Regions from separate parts of the Mus musculus genome. Here all the other regions are linked to region 1. Evidence: chromatin contacts called from public HiChIP or PLAC-seq and promoter capture Hi-C data. All regions are on one chromosome and are shown on one strand. The core of a region is the stretch at or near the end of the contact, and the rest is flanking DNA. Distances in the headings are between cores, read along the strand shown.

The links. Promoter capture Hi-C pulls out the DNA fragments that hold promoters and counts their contacts. HiChIP or PLAC-seq counts read pairs in DNA pulled down with a chosen protein or histone mark.
Region 2: a contact with region 1 is called in an H3K4me3 HiChIP or PLAC-seq map of pro-B cells, with 9 times the contacts expected there. The contact joins the enhancer-like site here to the promoter of Snx5 in region 1. A contact is called at or near these places in 19 of 39 promoter capture datasets (the 3T3-L1 cell line, 3T3-L1-derived adipocytes, the C10 cell line and 14 more), 2 of 15 datasets of contacts at CTCF or cohesin (the NIH/3T3 cell line and large pre-B cells), 4 of 484 Hi-C or Micro-C datasets (B cells, bone marrow-derived macrophages and natural killer cells), 39 of 115 datasets of contacts at active chromatin or transcription factors (the 230-238 cell line, CD8 T cells, DN3 thymocytes and 29 more) and 2 of 9 other capture datasets (adipose tissue and liver).
Region 3: a contact with region 1 is called in a promoter capture Hi-C map of hippocampal neurons, with 2.5 times the contacts expected there. The contact joins the promoter of Pcsk2os2 here to the promoter of Snx5 in region 1. A contact is called at or near these places in 3 of 39 promoter capture datasets (the 3T3-L1 cell line, frontonasal cranial neural crest and hippocampal neurons) and 1 of 115 datasets of contacts at active chromatin or transcription factors (embryonic forebrain).
Region 4: a contact with region 1 is called in an H3K4me3 HiChIP or PLAC-seq map of fetal liver, with 5 times the contacts expected there. The contact joins the enhancer-like site here to the promoter of Snx5 in region 1. A contact is called at or near these places in 14 of 39 promoter capture datasets (the 3T3-L1 cell line, 3T3-L1-derived adipocytes, the C10 cell line and 9 more), 2 of 484 Hi-C or Micro-C datasets (cerebellar granule neurons and cochlea), 18 of 115 datasets of contacts at active chromatin or transcription factors (the 230-238 cell line, bone marrow-derived macrophages, craniofacial prominence and 14 more) and 3 of 9 other capture datasets (adipose tissue, liver and pancreatic islet).

What each region holds. Positions count from the first base shown.
Region 1 is chr2:144,269,290-144,272,764 of GRCm38.p6, reverse strand. Snx5 (sorting nexin 5) reads left to right here and starts at 1,863. Exons shown (of 14, transcript NM_001199188.1): 1 at 1,863-2,064; 2 at 2,306-2,388. The coding sequence starts at 2,338. Mgme1 (mitochondrial genome maintenance exonuclease 1) reads right to left here and starts at 1,861. Exons shown (of 5, transcript NM_028984.5): 1 at 1,693-1,861; 2 at 281-850. The coding sequence starts at 785.
Region 2 is chr2:143,839,331-143,842,900 of GRCm38.p6, reverse strand. It overlaps Bfsp1 (beaded filament structural protein 1, in lens-CP94), which reads left to right. Exons shown (of 8, transcript NM_009751.2): 5 at 1,120-1,227. Among named protein-coding and RNA genes, the nearest start is that of Bfsp1, 22 kb to the left of the region's middle. Within about 2 kb of position 1,805, at least 31 of the 459 cell types and tissues checked have an H3K27ac peak or open chromatin away from gene starts, as enhancers often do. A contact at or near this core is called in the 230-238 cell line, B cells, memory CD8 T cells and 2 more, where this site is marked.
Region 3 is chr2:143,787,168-143,790,539 of GRCm38.p6, reverse strand. It overlaps Pcsk2os2 (proprotein convertase subtilisin/kexin type 2, opposite strand 2), which reads left to right and starts at 1,354. Exons shown (of 3, transcript NR_040625.1): 1 at 1,354-2,683. All of the region lies in intron 8 of Pcsk2 (proprotein convertase subtilisin/kexin type 2), which reads right to left.
Region 4 is chr2:143,888,126-143,891,447 of GRCm38.p6, reverse strand. It overlaps a transcript of Bfsp1 not described here. Among named protein-coding and RNA genes, the nearest start is that of Dstn, 26 kb to the left of the region's middle. Within about 2 kb of position 1,352, at least 66 of the 459 cell types and tissues checked have an H3K27ac peak or open chromatin away from gene starts, as enhancers often do. A contact at or near this core is called in craniofacial prominence, embryonic stem cells, fetal liver and 3 more, where this site is marked.

The DNA.
Region 1 (3,475 bases), core at 614-3,113:
CCAAAAAAACCCTAGACTTTTGTCAAGAGATGGAAAAGAATTGATAGGTTGTTTATAAATTATGCAAGTTTGTCAAATAATTTGATCTCTGTTATTTCCATTTCTTTAAGTGTGAACTACAGTTAATAGTATCTACGAAGATTAAGCAAATTAGCAGACATGAAATGCTATTTGAAAGTACTTCCTCAGTAAGATTTTTTTTTAAGCTCCATTCTTCTGACAGGAATGCTCTATCTCCTAAAAACCAGTGACCACACATAACCAGAAGCAAGATAATTACTTGAAGTATATTCTGCAAACCCGTCTTCTCCCAGCTCCAGAACCATCCGCTCTTTCCACCTCTCCAAAAAGAAGCTCTGTTCAGGTGGCATGGTCTGCTGAAGGATGCGGGTCACACTGGGTATCGAGTTCCTTTGCAAAGGGATCTTCAAAGGGCTTGAAGAAGCATCTGTGTGTGGTTTCCCGGTTCTCTCTTCATTGAAGATAGGAAAGCAGTGTTGTGGGACTCTGGCCTGTGGCTCCGGCTCTGCAGCCTTATGCTTACTCACTGGTCCATACAGTACATCATCTTCCTTGAACAACGACTCTGGAGTCTGGGCCGGGCCTCTGGACAAGACAGAGCGTACTAAACGAGAGTACTTCGCTTGGTCTACTGCTTCGTAAGAGTTTTTCTTCTTCTGGCTACACAAATAAGAGAAAGTGGAGAAACTCACAGGAGGGCTTGCTTTTACAGAAAATCTGTTTAACCTGCTAAGCAGCCTGCAGAAGGTCAGAGGCAGTTTCATTTTTAGACTTCGCCCCTCTAACTTTTCTCTAGTCTGGAAAGTTTAAAAGTGTGTTCTGTTCGTATCTGAAAAAAAAAAAAAAGTGGTGTTAGGTTTAAGACATTTTCTATATTAAAACCATCAAATTGAAAATCACACAAGAGCCGGGTGTGGTGGCGCACGCCTTTGATCCCAGCACTTGGGAGGCAGAGGCAGGTGGATTTCTGAGTTAGAGGCCAGCCTGGTCTACAAAGTGAGTTCCAGGACAGCCAGGGCTACACAGAGAAACCCTGACTCAAAAAACCAAAAAACAAAAACAAAAAAACCCACAAGAACATTAAAAGTGCATACACTAAACTTTTGACGTTTCCAAAAAAAAAGAGAAAATCATTCCCAAGTAAGATTCATGAAAATTGTAAGTGGCTTTTGTTCAATGTTAATGTGTTGGCCGTTTCGGATATGACACCTTAAATCTGAATGTGACAAGGCCTGGAGGCATAGACCAGGAAACTTAAGTTACTTGGGTGGCTGAGGCAGTATGAAATTGAGATTTTGGGTTAGCTTGGCTTTGTCTCTAGAAACAAAACAACTACAATCTGCCCCCCCCCAACAAATTCACAAGTCTTAATTAACAGTTAAACACCTACATCTACATACCAAACTCTTACTAAATATTCTGTATGGGCATCGCTCATCTATTCCTCACGCCGCCCTTTAAAAAGTGGGTGCTACTGTGACCTCGTGGTCCAGACTCGGGACATGTCGCAAGTGGGTCTGCACAGCCCATCCAACGTTAATTCCAGAAAATGATCTCTGCAGGTGTCTCCCATGGCTGCGACAGGACAAGCGTGGCCCTTCGTGCCCGAGTTTGGATAGGGAAGAGAGTATTTAAATAGAAGGTCGGTCAGCGGCAGGGTTCTAGCTGTACCTGAGATGCCACCACGCTGTAACACCCAGCCCGCAAACAACCCTCTCGGGACCCGTACTTTCATCGGTCCCGCGCTTTCCCAAAGCGAGGCGGCCCCAGCATGCACTACGGCGTTCCCGTCGCACCTGTGAGGCGCCATCCCCTCCACGCCCCCGAAGCAGAAGCGCGGGCGCCGTCAAGCCGCGCGTTGTCGCGCTCACGAGATCTCGCGCACGTCACCGCCGCTCGCCATCTTGGACTCTGGCTGAGCCATAAATTGCCCGGGCCGCGGTGCGCGTCCTTTCTCGAGGCGTGCCTCGCCGGCGGAGGGTTCGGAGCCCGCGTTCCCGTCGCGGCCCTCCGGTGCTGGTGTCCGCGTGGCGCGGAGCGAGGGTAGGCTCCCCGCGTAGCTTCTATTGCCCGGCTCCAAGATGGACGGCCGCGGGGACGGGGGAGGCCGCACTGGGGGAGCACGTGGCGTGCCGCTCGCTGGCCTGCGCCCGGGGCTGCTGGGATGGTGGCGGAGTCCCGCGGCCTCCAGCCGCCGTCCGGCAAGGAGGCCGGCGGAGGCGGGGCCGCGGCCGCCCCTGAAAGGCGCCCCGGCGGCGGCCCAGCCTCTTCTTTCCTCGCACAGCCACACGGCCCCTGCTCGAGGCCCGCGTCGCCATGGCCGCGGTTCCCGAGTTGCTGGAGCAGCAGGAGGAGGACCGCAGCAAGGTGAGATCCCTTCCTCGCTCGCTACCTGGGCTGGAGGTTCCCGCCGGCCTCCTTGGGCTGGGTGGATCTTCTCTGGGGCTCGGACCCCAGCAAGATCCCGAGGTTTTCCCTCAACCACCCCTTTAGAGATGGCTTTCCAACGGGGTGTCTCTGCACGCTCATTCTCTGACCAAGGAGACCCAGACAAGTGGGACCCCACTTCTTGAGCTCTCGGTGGGAAGCTGACCGACGCTCTGCCAGTCATTCGACTGAGGCTAATCCTCTGAAGCCCTTAGGAGCGTGGTTTTTTTTTTTTTCTTTTTTCTTTTGCTCCTAAAACTTAAATCGACTACATGGTAATTGGAAAGTGGATCAAAGTTTCGTTTGCTATTCCTATCTCCTTTTAAGAAAATGGCCTTTTCGTTTAAAATAGTGGGGAGATTTCTAACGAGTATCTGTATGTAGCATGGTTTTTGCAACTTGGGAACGCTAAATGTGTCCTCGTGGGAGTTGTAATTTTTAGTAAATCCTGTGTGTTGATATAACCCTCGGGCTGCAAATATCTTGAGGACTAATGCAATAAACAGGGATTGCTATACGGGCAATAAAGGATTCTACTTTTATTGGCTCTTTAAACTTGAATTTTCCACCGCACAGGTAGGTTATGAGTCAGTTTTGTGGACAAAATCGTCAGTAATATGGGAGCTCTTAGATTTTAATAAGAGCTGAATTAAGATTTCATTTTAAGTACCTTTGAATGGGCAAACATTTTTTTTTTTGTTTTTGTTTTTGTTTTTCGAGACAGTTTCTCTGTATATCCCCGGCTGTCCTGGAACTCACTTTGTAGACCAGGCTGGCCTCGAACTCAGAAATCCGTCTCCCAAGTGCTGGGATTAAAGGCATACGCCACCACGTCCGGCGCAAACTTTTTATCTAGTAAGTAAATACCGGTCTCTGGCGCACCAACCAGTTGGATTGTTCCAACAAGGGTATTGTATTGAAATAGAGCTTTGTGCGAGGTGTTTTATTTCTTTTACATTAGAAGAATTAGTTTCTCTCCCCTGGCATATATAATAGGTACTAGGGGCAGGAGAGGCCCTGGTGGCTC
Region 2 (3,570 bases), core at 556-3,055, 430 kb after region 1:
TTCCCTTCAGGGTCTCTGGGGTTTCAAGCCTTAGCTCAACCGGGGACCAGGCTACCTTTCACGGTCCCACACACTAGGACCCCCTTCTAAAGGCTTCACCCTCTTTCCACAATTCTATATGATAATGACCAAGCCTTCAACACACGAACCCTGGAGATCTACACTATAGCAGTTCCTTGTGAGGTATTGGTGGGCAGGGGCTGCCTTCTGTATGTGGCTTGAACATGGAAAGCACTTGGTATAGACTCAGGTTTGGGTTTCTAGGGTTTTGAGGCAGTGTCCTCTGTGTTGCAGGCAGGGCTCCTGAACAGTTAGCCTTTAAGAATCACTGGTATTTTTGAATAGGTGGAGAGGCAAGCCATGACAGATTGTGGACAGGCTGGAAGGGGGTTTCCTTCTGGACTGCCCCACTGATCATCAGTGTCTCGGCTTCATCAGGCCTCTTCTTGCCTTTCACCTTTTGGGGCTAGATGGTTTCTGCTTGGCACTGTGGCATAGCTGATGGCTCAGAGAACAAAATGATTTTCATCTTCATAGGCACAGAACCCTTAGCCAAATGAGCATCTGCATTCCACAGTGGTCTTTTCACAAAAGGGAAAACGGAGGCTTTGAAAGTCAAATATCTGTCTGGCTAGCCAGTCTGTGGCACAAATAGGTCTATGCTTGGCTCTCTTGCTCTTTGTTGTCTGAGCTTTTCCTCTTGAGCAGTTAATGGTTCAGACAGTGGCCACTGTGGGCCTGTTTGGGTCAGCTTGGGCAGTTGGAACAGGACTCCTTAGTTTATTGCTCAGAGCTCTGGAGACTGGAAGTCCAAGATCAAGGTGCTGGCAGAATTGGTACCTGTTGCAGATTCTTCCTCACTGTGTGCCATGTGGTGGTGGTTGGGGGACAGGGGTAGGTCTCCGTTACCTCTTCGTCTTCTCATTAGCACTAAGTCCTAACGGAGCTCCGTTTTCATGACCCTAATCACCTTCCATAGGTTTCCACTCACCAATGCCTTAGCAGATCGGGGATTGGCACATGAGCTTGGGGGGATACAAAGAAGGGTTCTTACTCCTTCATTGTCTCTTTTATCTTTGCACTTCTTTGTCTGAATCTCAGTCTGGCCTCCTCATGCAGGAGAAGCTGTTCACAGAACGGGAAGTGGCTGCCCTGCAGAACCAGCTGGAGGAGGGCCGAGAGGCAGTCACCCACCTGCAGGCACAGAAAGCTGAGCTGCAGGCCCAGGTATGATCCATCTTCGGCGTATCTTATTGAACCGACACATGAAGGCAGAGGTGTCCAGTTCTGTGGTGTACAGACTCAGCACACCCGTGTGCCCTGCACCACAGCATTCTGAGCAGGGGAACAAACACCTTGCTTTGCCCTGGGCTGAGATTTCCCGGAATGTGTGTTTTAGCATTCTGCTAAGAAGAGTTCTGGGACATAGGATGACAGGGATGGAGACAGGGACACGTGGACACCCAGCCTCATGGTGGCTCTTCTCTTGTCTCCATTGAGTCACATCTCTTCTACCAAGGAAAATAACACATCTCATCATGGATCACTTTGCCTTTGTCAAGCCTGTTAACATTTAGAAAACACACACACACACACACACACACACACACACACCAGGGTTTTAACCACATATTCACTCAAATCTGGGCATCCCTGTTTTTCCTCTCCCTGTGGTCTCTCCTTTGGAATTGATGATGGTCTGGGAAGAGTGCCCGCAGGGAGGCAGGAGGCTGGCTTGTACCAGTGTTCGCCTCTCATGAGATGTCTGCTAGTGTGAGGCTCACAGTTCTGTTTCCTTTTAAGTTGTGGGTTTCATGGTTCACAGCCCTGACTGCTTCACACGCTCTCATTTCCATGCAGATGGGCACAGAGACGTTGAATGTCGGGCTTAAATGCTGCCCTTCCTACAGCTGGGTAACCACACATCCCAAACCAATCAATTGGCATTTAGTAGACAGGTACCCTCAAGGAACAAACGAGAAAAAGATCTAAAATTCTGACTGTAAAACCCGGGGCATCTGGGTTGTCATGACACTCAGGGCCTACTGTTCAGAGTCCAGGGCATCAGGAAAAACTTAACTGGATTCTCATTTAATCACCATTTCTGACATCCTGTTTTCCATCCCCACTGGGCCCCTCATAAAGCTCTCACTGTGCAGCAGTCCCAGAAGACAATGCTACAACAAGGGGGCAACAAGGAACAGTGGTTGCCCCCTGAGTGAAAGATCACAGGAGAGAAATTGAGTCAGGCCTTAAAAATGCCTTCTTCCCAGGACATAACCATGCCTCAGGGACTAGATACTTCTCAGTGACCGTGGTTTCTTTTGAGGGAGGGAGGGGAGTGGAGAAGGGAGAGATGGAGAAATGTTTATGTAGAGAATGTGGTGTGTGTGTGTGATATGTATATAGTGTGTGTGGTGTATGTCGTATATGTGTATATAAGGTCTGTGGGTAGTGTGTGAGTATATGAGGTGATTTGAGTGTATTTGCTGTGTATGTATGTAGAGTATATTGTAAAGTGTGTATGATATGTATATTGCATGCATGTGTAATGTGAAGGGTGCGTGGGCTCTGCATGTGTGCATGTATGTGTATATACATGTGTATATGTGGGGTGTGTAATGTCAGGTATATGTGTGGCGTGTGATGTTCATATGAAGTATGACTTATTCATCTATCTGTGTAGGGCATATGTGCATGCACGTGGGATGTGTGTATGGTGTAAGTGTTTTACATGTGACTGAGGAAGTGGGTGTAGGCCCAGTCCCGGTTCTGGAGACTGTGGTTTTCAAATTGTTCCTTGAAATTCACCAGGTGTAAAATGAATTCAGTAGAATTGACTGGTACAAAAAAGGAAGAAAGCAGGCTGGAGAGATGGCTCAGGGGTTAAGAGCACTGGCTGCTTTTCCAGAGGTCCTGAGTTCAATTCCCAGCAACCACATGGTGGCTCACAACCATCGGTAGTGGGATCTGATGCCCTCTTCTGGTGTGTCTGAAGATAGTGACAGTGTGTTCATATACGTACAGTAAATACATAAGTCTTTATAAAAAATTAGAAGAAAGCAACACAATGGCGCTGGGAATAAGAAGTAACAGAATGCATGGCAGTGAGAAGTATACAAAGTTTATCCTGGAAAACTTTTGTCTTAAATGTATCTGTATATTTTTGACTACACATGTATTTGCTCAAATGCACACATATGATGTGGCCTATGGTGTGAACTATGTCACTTCCTGTGGTCTGGGTGACAAAGTTGAAAAACACAGCCCTAGATACTAAAAAGATCAAGGCCCTAGCCTCACATGGAAAATTTTAGTTCTGCGGGGGGGGGGGAGGGGGGAGACTGTTTGTCTTTCTTTGTGTGCACACATATTTTTGATGGCTATAAAACCATGATATGTATAGGAAGTGTGTGATCTATTGATGTAGGGTACATGTGCCTGCATGTGGGATGTGTGTATTGTGCATGTGTGCATGGGACTGAGGAAGCAGGTGCAGGCCTGTTATGGTCCTGGAAACCCATGTTTTTCAAACTCTTAGTTATAGTTCATTGGGTGGGAAACAACAGG
Region 3 (3,372 bases), core at 105-2,604, 480 kb after region 1:
CCCAATGCTTGTGCTATGCCCCATCCCCACTCAGTCTCATCAGCACCACAGAGGATTGTTGCAGATTGTCGCTAACTATTCCTAAACTAATTATTTACTCTTTCTAGTAGCAGTCCTTAGACGTGATTAATAATGGCGCTGAGATATAGTCATCGGAGCCAGCCAGAATGTTCCAGGCTACCTTGGATGTCTGTGTTCCCTTTATGAGAGAGAAGAACCTCACGAGTCCTGTCACCGTCAAGGTTCTCTCGTGTTGTCTGAATTCTTCCTCTGGTTGTCAGAGGAACGGAAGATGCTGGAGGATGAGATGCTGTGCTCTCTGATGGCTTGCTTGTCTGTTGCTTCACTCATCCTCCTGCAAGGACTGCATTCTTCCATCCACACAGTGAATCTCTGATTAGATTGTGCTTTAGCTGAGCTCCACTGACTGTGACAGGTGACAGATGGCATCCTCGATCCCCTGGACCTCAGAACCTCTTGTGTATGGTTACTTCCCAAGAGGCTGAAGGCTTCTCCATGAACCTGCTCTTTGGCTTTGACTGGTAGGGCACAGCCACTCCCCCCACCCCTCTTTTTAAATCTTAGCTCCTTTGCTAAGATAAATATACCTTTACTGTATGTTCTACGTGGATTTTTGATATCCCATGATTTTTATCGCTCATGTAGGTGACTGGCTTGAGTACATGGTCTGTACTGACCTTTTCTGGTTCTCGTTACACCTCCCTATTTGCTCCTGGTACTCACTTTGCCTCCCAAATAACATCAACTCAAATCCTGAATGTAGAGATAATCTCTTGTGCACTATGTTGACAATTCATCTGTTAATAAGAAGCTGATTGATCAGTGAGCTGAAGCAAAATTAGAAGATAGGACATCAGGAGGGGGGAGGGAGAGGAGGATGATTCAGGGATAGAGACAGGGGAAGAAGAGGTTCAGCCCCACACAAAGAGGAAGAGGTGGCATGTAACTGAGGACCAGCTAACCAGTCACATGGCAGAACATAGAAGAGAATGACAAGATTTAAGTCCTAAGCTAGTTAGGGAATGAGCCAAGGCTTTTGCCTAGGCACTTATTCATATATAAGAAGCTTCAAAGTTGTTATTTCGGGGAAGTTGGTGTAGGTGGAATGCTTGAGGTTACACCTGAACTTGAGTTCAACTCAAGTTCAGCTCAGATCTTAAACTCAAGTCTTGTCTCAGGGTTTGCTTTCGGGAGATCCCAAACTTACACTGTGTCCCAGTTAGGTTTCTATTGCTGTGATAAAACACTGTGACCAGGAGCAACTAGGGGAGGAAAGAGTTTGTCTCAGTTAACAATTTGTAGTCCCTCTTCCAGAGAAGTCAAGGCAGGAACTCAAGGCAGGACACTGGAGGCCATGGGGGACAGCTGCTTACCAGCTTGCTTTCCATGGTCTGCTCAGCCTGCTTCTGTCTAGCACCTACAGTGAGCTGGACCCTCCTGTATCAGTCACTACTTAAGAAAATGTACCATAGGCCTGCCTACAGGCCATTCTGGTGAAGCCATTATCTTGATGGTGGTCCTATCTTTTCAAATGTCTCTAGCTCATGGTCAAGGTAACACAAAACTAGCCAGCACAGGTAGAGATTAACCATGCAGAATCTCCGTTACCAACTTCCCAGCTATACTGTGAAAAACGCTTTAACTATAAACCGAATATGTACACTACAGAGTTAAAGAGGCAACAAACCAAGGGCAAAGAGGTCATTCTTTTCCTGGGATTCTGCAGACCAAACCCAGAGCCTTGTGATTGGCAGGAAAGCACTTGACCACCGAGACATGCCATCTGCTAGTCTCTTTCCTTCTGTCTTGCCTATTCTTTGATGCCTTTTCAAGCATTTACTGAAAAAAATTTAGAAGTGGCCCACTGACATTTCTAAAGATTCAAATAGATGAGGTTTGTGTGTGAAGCAGATGATAGGCACTTGTGAATGGCAAAGACTATGCCAAACAATGTGGGCACTGTTAAGAGTAGAGACCCATCTCTTCATCTCTTTCTCATTTCCATGGCTATTATATTCATAAAAAAGCCCCTTTGCAGAATGTTAATAGTCAAAGACAAATGTAAGAACTGCCTCTCAGTGATACTCACAGTCAGATTCCTGTGTGTGGATGATATCATCTTTCCCAGGTGGGTTTTTCTTTAGAGTAAGTCAAATAACTGATATAGAGGAGCCCTTTGCTTTTATATACTATGCTGTCACTTACAAAGCATCCCAAAACTGTCTAAAAAGTGTTATCTTGAAACAAAGCCCAGGAAAAAGTCAAATGAGAAAACATATTCCCCACTGCACGGTGCACTCTCCTCTCCAAAATATTTGCATGCTGTTGTCTGAAGGTAAGCCATGAAGATTTTTTTCTTCCTTTCCAGCAATCTTGGCATGTGATGCAGAGCCATCCCACTTGAGAAGGCTGTTCAGTTGCAGGCAGGGAGGTTACAGATGGAGCAAAGAGAAGGATCCAGCTCTGAGGTGTGACATTCTGAGGCATGGTAAATGACAGGAGCCGCCCAGGGATGCCCTGTTTCAATGAGATCTGCACTGCATATGTGGACAGAGGCATTTGTTGCAGACTTGCCTGACCCTTCCAGCTTTAGGTGCCAAAACACACCACATCCACTGTCATCTGGTCCTGGGTTGGAAGCATGCTTTTTGTCAATCATGAGGTGAGTCACGTGTTAAGAAGGCAAACTGCTGATGTGTCTAAATGTGCTTTGGCTACTTGAAACAGGGTAGCAATGCCACCTCCTGCCACCAGGTCCTATTGGTAAGCCTTTTTCCTGTGCCATCTAATGTCAGGGCCCTCCATACAGTTTTAGATTGGCTCAATTGCAATGGCAGATTGCCACAACCTTGCACCAGGGCATCATTTTGTTAGTTTGCCAACAGGCCCTACCCAAGTGTAGGAAGTGATGGATGGTGGATGACTGGCAGCTGTACAATTCTAGGACTCTGCGCTTCTTGAACCTTGTATTGAACGTAAGGGAGACAACTCTTAAAGAGAGAGGTCATGGCTTACGTAGCGAAGCTGATCTGCATGGACAGGAGATGTGGTGACTCAGGTTGAAAAACTTTTCTTTTTGCAGAAACACACAATTTGGGATCTCAGGTGAGTTTATCCTAGCTTTTCCCCCTTCCAAAGGGAACTTTAAACCTTACTAGGCCAAGGCTGTCTTCTACATACAGGGTGAATATGAAGTATGCAACTTCTGTGACTGGAGGAAAACCAGGGCTATGTTGGAGTACAAGGTCTCTCTCTGAAGGGGACATAGAAGCTCTGTTTGCCAGCTTCCATGCCTGATTTCAAGCTATCAGTGTGATGTCACCAGGCACACAGGAGCATTTCTATCGTTAA
Region 4 (3,322 bases), core at 103-2,602, 380 kb after region 1:
AGGGAAGAGCATCTGTGGGAAGGGCAGCCCAGCCTCTGGGCTGGAGGTTTCAGGATTGAGGGCAGGGTTTTCCAGGTAGGGACTGAGGGATGCTGGGAGAACCCGGAGGCCAGGATTGCTCTGGTATGTAAAGTATGTACCTAGGTCCCTTGTCCTAGGTCTGAAACTAAACAGCAGTAATAGGAATACTGATTAGATCAAACGCAGTGCTGAGACACATCGGAAAAAAGGTTAGAGGCAAAAAGGGGGGCACTTCAGTTACATTTCCAGTAGGGCTAATGTGGTGACTGATCTTAATTACCAACTTAATAGGGTTTACAATGACCAGAGATACAAACCTCTTGGCACGTGGGTGAAAGACTTTTCAAATTAGGATTTTCTAAGCATGGATGGTGCCATACCATTCCTGGTTAGGTGTCCTCCATTGTGTAACAGAAGGAAGTTAGCTGACCACCAACATGCATTCCTCTCTGCTTTCTAACTGTGGGTGAAATGTGACTAGCTCCCTCAACCACTGGATAAGCCAACGTCCCTGCTGCAGTGGACTGCACCCTCAAACTGTGAGCCAAAGAAACTCCTCCCACCCTTGTTCTGACACGCGTTTTCTTACCACAGTAAGAAAAGTCATTGATAAAGTTAGGAAGCAGAAAGTGAGGATACACTGGGCTGTGGTGGCGCACGCCTTTAATCCCAGCATTTGGGAGGCAGAGGCAGGCGGATTTCTTAGTTCAAGGCCAGCCTGGTCTACAGAGCGAGTTCCAGGACAGCCAGGGCTACACAGAGAAACCCTGTCTCGAAAAAAAAAAAAAAGTCAGAATACTTTGATTAGCAATTGGTTAGCAACGCTAGGAAAGGAGGAGTCGGGAAAGAAATGAGACCAAGAAAGGGAAAGCACGTGGGTCACTGGGGAAGGAGCACAGCAGAATGACCGTAAAGCACAAGCTAGCGAGAAAAGACGAAGATGAAGTAAGTCAGCACACAGATGTGAAGACAAAAAAAAAAAAAAAAAGAAAGAAAGAAAGAAAGAAAGAAAGAAAGAAAAGGTACCGAGGAATAAAGAAATAAAGATAAAACAGAGTACAAAACTAGCCAATAGTTCTCTCCCTTGTAGGACAGTCTTCAGGTCTCCAGACTTCACTTTCTAACCGTACTTTACCGAGAACAGCTCTTTGTGCCTCAGGATTTCAAACAGGTTAGACCGGAATGGTTTGTGTGTGGTGCCCTGCTGGGGTTCAAACTGGTTAGACAGGAATGGACTGCGTGCAGACTACCTTCTGTTTCTCTCTTCAGCAGTTGATTTCCCAGGCAGCAGCCAGCCTGGGTTTTATGTTTGTTTGATTGATTGATTGTTTTAATTTTCACTTTTAACCACGTGCGTATGTGTGGATATGCGCATGTGCATGAGGTGCCCATGGAGTCCGGAAGAGGTCGGCAGATCCCCTGGAGCTGGAGTAACAGGCAGTTATGAGCCTTGAACATGGGTGCTAAGAACCTCCTCTGGGAGGGCAGAGCATGTTCTAATTGCTAAGTCATCCTTCCAGCCCCTCGGAGCCCGAGTTTCTATAAGAGTTTCCTAGCTCTAAGCAAAAGTTGCCCCCTGAAGATAATACCTTTCCTGCCAGCCACTGTCTTCTTTGTATGCGGTGTGGTCACATTTTCCTTGCCTGGATATCAATTTTCTTGCGTCTCATGGGTGGCAATAAGGCTGTATTTATCTTTGCGGTTGGTTTTCCTATCTGTCCAGAGTCCAGGCTGCTTTCTTAAGAGTTTCTGTAAGTTTGTTTGTGGGCACTGAGTTTATGTTCGTCAGCTTCTGTCGGTTGTTACATATTTAGTCAGTGGTGGGAAGGGGTGGGGGGAGCCCCACATGGGATGACATGTTACCGGGGAAGCTGGGGGTTCCTTTTTTAGGAAGCTAGTTTTGTTAATGAAATAATATATAAACAAAATTGAAATGAAGCATGAAGCAATTAGAATTTGAGAGGGAGAGGGAAAGAGAGAGAGAGAGAACCCTACAGGGTAGGCACGCTATAAACGTGGGCAGCCGCTGACAGGAGGAAGGACAGAAAAGGGAAGAGAAAGGCATGTAGTTCATAAGCAGCCGCGTGGCACCAGTGTACAGTGAGCAGCGTCAGAGAAGGAATGAGAAGCTCTGGGCACAAAGTGTGCCCAAGTTTGGACGAAGAGATAGGAATAAGAAAAAGAAAGGTCGTGCCTATCTGAGTCAGTTATGCTCAGCAATGTTCACTCTGGCGGCTCTGTAGCTGTCTGTGGGGACTTAATCTCATAAGGGGATAATTATTCCTCCCCTCTCTCCTCAACACAGCGTCAGGAGCCAGGGCATCAGCCTTCCTACCTGGTAATCTCTTGGCCTGGTGATCAAGAAACCTAGCTGGATTAACATTCAAGGAGAAGGAAACAGTTAAGAATGTTCTATCTAATCTGGAGAAGAGATCAGAATGCCATGCCCCTCCCCTGGGCCAGAGGTAGTTTCCATTCTTTTTTTTTTTTTTTTTTTGGTTTTTCGAGACAGGGTTTCTCTGTATAGCCCTGGCTGTCCTGGAACTCACTTTGTAGAGCAGGTTGGCCTCAAACTCAGAAATATGCCTGCCTCTGCTTCCGGAGTGCTGGGATTAAAGGCGTGCGCCACCACACCTGGCCAGTAGTTTCCATTCTTTAGACCACAAGGAAAGAGCATTCCCTTCATGGTCCTCAGCAAAGCCATGGTATCCATCCTTTATGGCCTCCAGTAAATACTTCTGTAACTGTAAGTGTTAGTATTTCTGAATTCTATCTCGTTTCTTGCCGTCTATTTATCTGTGGCATTTCTTTGCGTCACCCTGCCTCTCACTTCTTCCTGCTATCATAGATCCGATATTCTCTTAAACGTGTGCAGGAGAGTTTTTGTCTCTGCTTTACCGTCTTTCTTCTTCCTCTGTAGTCTTTGCAGTTTTATTCTAAAGCTTGGTTAAAGAAGTCTTCTCCGAGGCTGGAGAGATGGCTCAGTGGTTAGAACATTTTGCTATGTAATTGCGAGGACCAGAGTTTGGAACCTCCTGTGAGTGATCCCATGAACACCTGCAACCCTAGCTCCAAGGAGACCTGAGGGAGGAGGGTCCTTGAGGTTGGTTGGCTACCAACTTAGCTGGAAAAAAAATGCAAGCTCCAGGTTTAGCTACAGACCTGGTCTCAAAGGAGTACAGCAGGGAATGATGCAGGAAGACCCTTCCTGGCCTTGGCACACTCGAGTAGATACACTCAACTACACACACATAAGCATATACTACAAAGTTTGGAGCTGAGACGAAAGGATGGACCATCT